Regions from separate parts of the Mus musculus genome. Here region 1 is linked to region 2. A link is a contact called in public Hi-C data. All regions are on one chromosome and are shown on one strand. The core of a region is the stretch at or near the end of the contact, and the rest is flanking DNA. Distances in the headings are between cores, read along the strand shown.

Evidence for each region. A called contact is a pair of places that touch in the nucleus more often than the background predicts.
Region 1: a contact with region 2 is called in a Hi-C map of uterus, with 2.2 times the contacts expected there. The contact joins two enhancer-like sites. A contact is called at or near these places in 4 of 15 datasets of contacts at CTCF or cohesin (the G1E-ER4 cell line, large pre-B cells, pro-B cells and 1 more), 108 of 484 Hi-C or Micro-C datasets (the 3T3-L1 cell line, the 63-12 cell line, B cells and 57 more), 12 of 115 datasets of contacts at active chromatin or transcription factors (the HPC-7 cell line, acute myeloid leukemia, bone marrow-derived dendritic cells and 6 more) and 4 of 9 other capture datasets (adipose tissue, embryonic stem cells, liver and 1 more).

What each region holds. Positions count from the first base shown.
Region 1 is chr16:33,940,343-33,943,975 of GRCm38.p6, reverse strand. It overlaps Itgb5 (integrin beta 5), which reads right to left. Exons shown (of 15, transcript NM_001145884.1): 11 at 3,264-3,486. Among named protein-coding and RNA genes, the nearest start is that of Umps, 25 kb to the left of the region's middle. Within about 2 kb of position 2,020, at least 92 of the 459 cell types and tissues checked have an H3K27ac peak or open chromatin away from gene starts, as enhancers often do. A contact at or near this core is called in the C2C12 cell line, cerebellar granule neurons, cerebral cortex and 4 more, where this site is marked.
Region 2 is chr16:33,736,887-33,740,839 of GRCm38.p6, reverse strand. Heg1 (heart development protein with EGF-like domains 1) reads right to left here. Exons shown (of 15, transcript NM_175256.5): 8 at 2,557-2,615; 9 at 2,117-2,277. Among named protein-coding and RNA genes, the nearest start is that of Heg1, 54 kb to the right of the region's middle. Within about 2 kb of position 1,404, at least 81 of the 459 cell types and tissues checked have an H3K27ac peak or open chromatin away from gene starts, as enhancers often do. A contact at or near this core is called in the C2C12 cell line, cerebellar granule neurons, cerebral cortex and 4 more, where this site is marked.

The DNA.
Region 1 (3,633 bases), core at 771-3,270, 200 kb before region 2:
GGTCTCAGAGCTTAGAGATGTATCTGGTATACTGGTCAATTTGCCACCTGCAGACATTCCCAATGCTGACAGCAGGAACCAAGCCAAATCCATCTGCACCCTACTACAGTGAACTGGCCGAGGAGTCAGCTCTGTGGAAGAGGTTTCCAGGGCATAAAAGTTACTCCTGGCCCATGGAGGAGCCTCTGCACTCATGGGTCCAGTGTTTGAAGCCCTGTGTTACTTCAGGATCCCCATCTGTCAGTCTCTGGACAAGGCTCAGTGAGCCGCAATGCCTGGGCCCAACTGCAACCCTAAGAGCTGACCTCTAGGGTGGGGCTTCCTGGCAGTTCTGGTGCTGGGAAGAACCTGATGCCAGTGTCTGGGTACCCTGGGCTCCAACCCCATCCGCACACAGAGTTCACCTGTCAGTGTCCTTCAGGGCACACTGGCCACTTATGTGGTGATAGTCTACACTAAAGCTGGTACATCTTATAACAGAGACCTTCTCTAGGAAACACAAGGAAACAAAAAGAAACCACCAAAGCTGCTGTTAAAATCTGTAAGAAACCGGGTGGTGGCGGCGCACGCTTTTAATCCCAGCATTTGGGAGGCAGAGGCAGGTGGATTTCTGAGTTCGAGGCCAGCCTGGTCTACAGAGTGAGTTCCAGGACAGCCAGGACTACACAGAGAAACCCTGTCTCACCCCCTCCCCCCAAAAAAATCTGTAAGAGAGAAAAGGTCCCTGCCTCCTTGGGAAGACCAGGGTTGTGCCGTGGGACAAGCAAACTTCAGGGCAGAGTTAGTAGTGTCAAGCAACACAGGGGACTCTGGGAAAGTGGCACTCAGAGGTCTAAAGACATGAGAGGGGGTTAAGCAGGGAAGGTACCCTAACACTAAAGTGATGGGTATCCCCACAAAACCGATGGGGGATCAAAACAGGAGCTGGGCACCTTGACCTCGGGGCAGGAGGGAGCGCCATCACAGTAGAGCTACTTTCCAGAGGAAAGGCCTAGGAGAAGCAGATCAGGGCCCCTCCTGGAGTCTTGCCTCCCAGACATGCTCTGAACCACCTTCTGGACACCAACAAGGACTGGACAGTGGGTAGATCATGAAGAGAGAGGGCCACGACTTTCTCAAGAGGACACTGATATGCTTAGGAGTCTAGCTGTTCCAGAGCTGGTGGCAAATCCTCCTCTCCTGGGCTGATCTTACGCAGATACTCCATAGAGTTGCAGCTAGGCAGTACGGCTCATAACTATCTCCCATCTTGTATGGTCCCTTCTCCCCCCGCCCCTCCCCTCAGGGTAGGCAGGCTTGGCCAGCGGCCAGGAAGGGGTGGTCCCATCTCTGGTCATTCATGCTTGCTGGACCTTCCGATTGACACAGGATGCCTGCTTCCGGCTGGCTGGAATCCACAGCTTCCCTCAGACACGCTGCTGCATCACAACTCCAGGTCACCTCTAGGACACCCTCCACCAACCCACATGGATACAGCAGCCTAGAGCTGAGCCCCCTGTGCTGGGGGAAAGCTGAGAACGCACTGTAGTTACATAGGCAAGCACGTCTGACCCTTTACACAAAAAGCCGCTCCGCTCGCTCACAGAGATTTTTGTTCAAGGCATGTTAACTAAAATCAGCTGGAGCCGGGTGTGACCTCACCGAAGTGAAGGGTGTGTTTGGTTAGTTCTAGAACTTGAGGGATGAACGACCAAAGAAAGTGGTCAAAACCTCTCAGAAAACAGTAGGAAAATGGCCTAAGATTCCATGGTCAAAAGAACTTAGGAAAAAAGGGGAGGGAGGGAGGAAGGTAGGTAAAGAGAAAGAGAAGGAAGAGGAAAAAGAAACAAGTTTACATTAGACCATGAGAGAGAGGTCAGTGTGGTCCAGGGATAGATGAGAAGGGCCAGTCCCTATCTCTGGGCCTTCCTAACGCTTGCCTTTCCCTGAGGCCTTTTAACTGCCCAAGACAACCCCACAGGAAGGTAGGGGAGGCTTCCTCTCTTACTGACTCCAGTGTGCTCCCCTAGCTCCGCTCACTCGCATGAGCCTCATGTGCCCTGAGCAGCAGAAGGGAGCAACACTGGCTGGAAGCCTTGGGGGCTGGAGACCCTTGGGGGTGGGGAAGACCCTTGGCCACAACCTGCTGACTAGGGCTGTGATTCCAGTCACACAGGCATGGTGCCTGGCCACTCCCTGCCTATCTTGTCTCTCGATCTGAAGGTAGGTTCTGCTGCCCGAGCCCAGGGTTTTCTGTGGCACATGGCCAGGGAGGGTCAGGCCATTCAGAGTGCTCAAAAGCACAGCTGACCAGCCACAACTGCAGGCTCTGCGCGCATCGGCTCACTTCATTATCAGCCTGGCCAGACATTTGCAGGGGGAAATCTGCCAAAAGAAAATCACACACTTGTGCTCCTCCGCCAAGGAGTAACACTGCCTGTATGGCCACTTGTTTCTGCTTGGTGCCTGACTTCCCCCGCTGCCTGCCTGGCTCCTCAGCTCCAATGATGACACAGCTGTTATCCAGCAAGTTCTGACAGCCAACAGCAGGCATGCCTGTGCTCCAGGCATCACTGTGGCTTGACTCTTACAACTGACCTTTGTTGCACTCCAAAGCGGAGGACAGTCATCAGGCTGTGTGACCCGGCCCAGCGCTGAGCCAAAGTGTCTGTAGCCCAGACAACCTCTACATCCGTCCCGCTCTATTATCAGTATAAATAGAGCAGAAAAATCCAAAGCCCCCACGCTCGCTAGAGGCATCCCTATCTAGGTCGGCTCCTTTCCATCCTATTTGCCTTTTGATTACAGTCTGTTTAATGCCGCAGTTCCCACAGGCCTGATCTATGAAGCATTGTTTGGGAGATGCTCTGTGGAGGACCGTAGTCACTCGGAGAAGGATGCACACCACATTCCCCCCCCCCCCTTTTTTTTGAGCAAGCTATAGCATGTTCAAGGCTCTGAAGGTGCTGTTTCATCTGGACCCAGCACCAGGTCTGTCTCATTCCCTGCTGTCACTCCAAAATCTCTAAACTTGCTCAGACTGGATCAGTGATGTCCCTTTTTGGTGGACTATTTTAACTTTGCCGATCCTCTCTTCCTCCCCACAACCACCAAATGACAACATTTCATAGCTAGTGCTTTGGCGAATGTTAGTACAAGTTCTGTTCGGCAGTCAGGCTGTATATAACTGGGAGAGGCTAGGCAGCAAGCACAAGAGGCTGTCTAGGGAGGGCTGCCTGATGAAAGACAGACCTGGGCTTGAGGGTGGAAGAGCAGGCCCTTACCTCTTAGAGCTGCAAGCATCCGGGCAGGTTGGGCACTTCTCACACGTCTCCCCAAAGGCTCCAGGCTCTGTGCACTGGCACTGCCCACAGACACAACGGCCTCGGTCACTGCAGATCTGCCCATCCTTGGCCCTGCATGTGCTGACGTCTGTTGAGCAGTTACAATTGTCCCCAATGTAACCTGCGTGGCATTTGCATTCTCCACAGTGACACTCTCCATGGCCTGAAAGGACACAAACATGCATCAGTCAGGACCTGATGGTCTTTCAATATGATAGACACATCCTCCCCCTACCCCCCCCCCAGTGCCTGCCATGTGCCAGGGAGAGGAATCCTACAGAGACTGAGACATAGCAAGGGCCTGATGAGA
Region 2 (3,953 bases), core at 155-2,654:
TGAAGGCTTTGCCAGTCAATGAGACTTAGCAGAGAAAAACACCTCCAAGTATAAGGAGTATCCAGGCCATCCTAGGCTGGGAAATCCCACTCTGATTGGGTATTTTCTGGAAGTCAATGTTAAGTTCTCCTTCCATCCTGCCCACTGATCTAGGCTGCTAACGAATATTCATTGCCAAAAGCAACCAGTTCCTGCCTGCTGCCAGATTTCTGCTTGAACAGGGAGGGCAGGCCCCGCCCCTCCAATGAGGAGTGGCTTTCTCAATGAACGTGTCTCATAAAGCCACCCAAAAGGACCATGCAGAATCTCACTTAAATCGATCCTTGGTGATGTGAGTCTTCTGCATTCACCGTTCCCATGGTCTTTCCTGGGCATAACATCCGTCAAGATAGACAATGAGTACTCAGTAAGCCAAGGCTGAGGCCATGAGGGGGGATTTCCAAAGTCTCTAAATCCCAGGAGACCATGAGGACTAAAGGGCTTTGAAAGGAGGGAGATGGACATTCTCTGAACTGAGGGGACAAAGCCCTTCTCGCCAGCGGCAATGTCCAGAGCATCCTAGTGCTGCCCGGATGCTAGAAACCCAAAGGTGTGCAGCACCTGCTGGTCTAGCCTCCTCTCTAGCTCCAGAAAAATTACCAAGAGCCAGAGCTGGATCCTTTGGCAAAACCTAGAGAAGATCTGGAGGAAAAACAGATGTGAGTCCAATTTTGGCTACTAGGCATGGCTGTCTTTATGCTCAAGGGACTGGAAGGGAACACAGTGAGGATGGCCTCCTCATGGGGACAAGAGTCTTTCTATAGGCCACATGGGGGCAGTCCAAGCAAAGCAGCTGGGTGAGCGAGCACTCCTGCTAGGGCAGGCTCTTGCGCATCCACACAATCTTGCCAACTTGATCTGCAAAGCACAGATGCACAAGCTGGCAACAGAAAAGTACCTTGGTCCAATGCTGACCACGCCAAATGCAGTCTAGAAATGGTTAGCAAACTGAAGGGTGCCTACCTCACTGGGAGGAAAAATAGTACCCTGGAGCCCTGGGCATGAGAAACAAAACCATACAACCAGAGAGCCTCAAAGTATCCAGCACCCTAGAACAGGGCATGAACTTTGAACAAAAACACTCCAACTCTGTTATGTTCAGCTCATTTCCCCCCAGTTACTAAGTAGCCAGCCCCCCAGAGCCTATCTCAGGGTGAAAGCATCAGCTCCCAAGCTCTGCAGTGCAACTGTTCACTCGAGGAAAGCTCTGGACCAGCAGTTACAACATCCTGACCCACTGGGAATGGCCTAGACTAACCAGCGGATATGGCACCAAAACCTGATACCTTCAATTTATGTCTAACATCTGGATGCCAGATGGGGGAGACTTAGCCTAAGCTCTCCTTCCTTTGCCAGACCTCAACCACTGGTCCAATGAGCTAACCAGAGTACACTTTGATCACCAAGAGGGACTAGCCCACTGTGTCTAGGGGCGGTTCTCATTCCAGCAAAGTGTTCTTCTCCCAGCTATAAAACTATCCCTGAAAGACGCAAGTCTGTCTTCCAGACTTGTCCTGAGTCACCTTTCTCATTGGCCTTACCCCAACACAGGGCAAGAGCCTCCGACCAAACAAGAACAAAGGAAGGGAGAGTCCTGTCATTACGGCACTCCTGGGAGCATCCTGCCATGCTCCCTCTTAGTCATTCTATGGTTTTATGATAGAAAACAAACAAAAGATAGGTAATACTGCATGAGCATAGCTCTTTGTTTTTTCTTAGTCATCACCATATAAAGATTGTTGGATCATTGGCAACTTGACAGACTCTATATGTCACTTTCTGTCTCCCCAGGAAGCGGGAGTAACAGCTTTTGGTTCCTTCAGCTCCTGTAATATCTTCCTCTCACCCTGGCACTGTATAGAAGAAAAGAAGGAGCCAGATACCAAGGAGCTGATGCTGTAAAAGGCCATGTGTAGACAGATGTGTGCACTGAGTGTCATGAAGGCTTGTGCTTATAACTTCTAAAGACAAGCTCTGTGAAGGAGCTTTTCTGGGCCTGAGTCCCCAAACCTCCCATCTCTAAGTCTATGCCTACCTGCAAGAGCAGGTTTCCCCCCCTAGAGGACTCCCATCTTACCTCGAAAGACCCGCCTCTGAGACCCCAAGAGCTGGCAGACTTCAGCAGAGGACCTGCAGGAGTTGACATATTTCTGGATCCTGTCTGCCAGGTCAAACAGTGTCACATTGGAGGCCAGGGCAAAGGTGGTTTTCAGTGAGATGAAAACTGTACTGGGCTCCCTGTGGGCAAAGTTAGCAAGGCCTTAACTGACTTGAAATGACATGTGGGTTCCAGGTAGCTTGCAAAGTACATGTTACTGCCATTCTCCACAGAAAAAATAGGAGAGTATAAAGGCCCAGAGACCGTGGTCTTGGGTTACCCGGTGTATTGGCTGTAAAACAGAGACTGGCTTTATTTTGATCACTCATTTGGGAACAGTACCACTTCACACACACACACACACACCCCCCCCCAATTCCACAGATCAGATCATAAGCAAAAGAAATTCTGTTTCTCACCTAGACACATGGGCTGTAGTTCGGATATAACCGGGCAATGTTGAAAAACACACGTTTAGCTGAAATGAAGAACCCGGTTGTCAGACAAAATCCTTGAGCCAAGAAACAATTTCCTATTTTCAGGATAAAATAGGTAGTTTCTATCGCCACCAAGGTATCAGCAGGCAGTTTGACTCAAAGCAGTGCGGCCTTTGTATCCCCGCCCCCCTCCTAAATATCTTTCTGTTGTTCCCCAGGGCAGATAGTGGATTAGTAGGGAAATCTCAGCAGGAAATGTTCAGAGCAGCATCCTCGAAAACAAAACATCTTCAAAGGAGAAGATCCCTTCTAAGACCCAGGGTTTCAAAAACAAAAACCCAGGCAGCTGTTTATTTGGACTCTGCATAGTGAACAAGTTAGCTGACAAAGCTCAGCTCCTCTTAGCTCCCCAGGTCTGACTACAGGCTCCTCAGAATCTACAATGATGAGTTGACCTGCCGCAAAGGTCCTTCCTCAAAAAGACTCTGTGGGAAATTACATGATGGGGGTGGGGTGGGGGGGTCAAGAGGTCTTTTGTTGGGAACACATTAGAGCTCTGTGCCTCCTGTTTGCCTTGTGCCCACGGAAAGCAGAAAGCCTCTGAGCAACACAACATGTTGTGTCCGCCTCCCTGACAGCGAAGCTCGAGATTCCCTTTAATGGAGCAGAGGACCTCAGCATCTCATCCCAGGTAGATCCACCTGCCTTCAGAGCCCTCTGACTTGGGAAGATGGAGTCAGCTGTGGAATGGTGCCAAACGGTTTGTGGGTTTGAATGCCACATTAATATAGCAATGATTTATTATTACTGCCATATTAACCTTTTACCTAGGTATGAGCAGAATGCCATCTTAAGAAAGCCCATGCTAATGCTTTCTCTGATGGTCATTTAATTCTTCACTGCTAGTTGGGGTCAGGTGTGTCATGGCCCAGTGTATCCTATGGAGATACTTGTCCAAAAAAAGAAACAAACCAACCAAGCTAGGCAAATTGCTTAGAAGGACTACACTATTGCACAGGGCTCTAACGCCCTACAGTATGTTACAAGAAAATATCTCCCTTCAGAATAACCAGGAGGCAGAAAGTATCTCCCTACAGAATAAGCAGGAGGAACAATGAATCTCCTTTGGCTAGAGACGCCATGCCTCTGCCCCTACAAGGCAGTTTCTGAGCTCTTATTCAGAGTGTCCTGACTGACAAGAAAAACTTGGTTGAGCCGAGAGTCCTGGGTCATGCCAGAATATCTGGCATAGCCCCTGTCACTAGCCATGTGATCACACACAATAGAGGGAACTCTGGGTAATATGACATCATCTTAGCCTCTAGAGGGCGTAGGGCCTGAAGTCAGCCACCTGGGCAGTCAACCTTGTCTATAAGGCG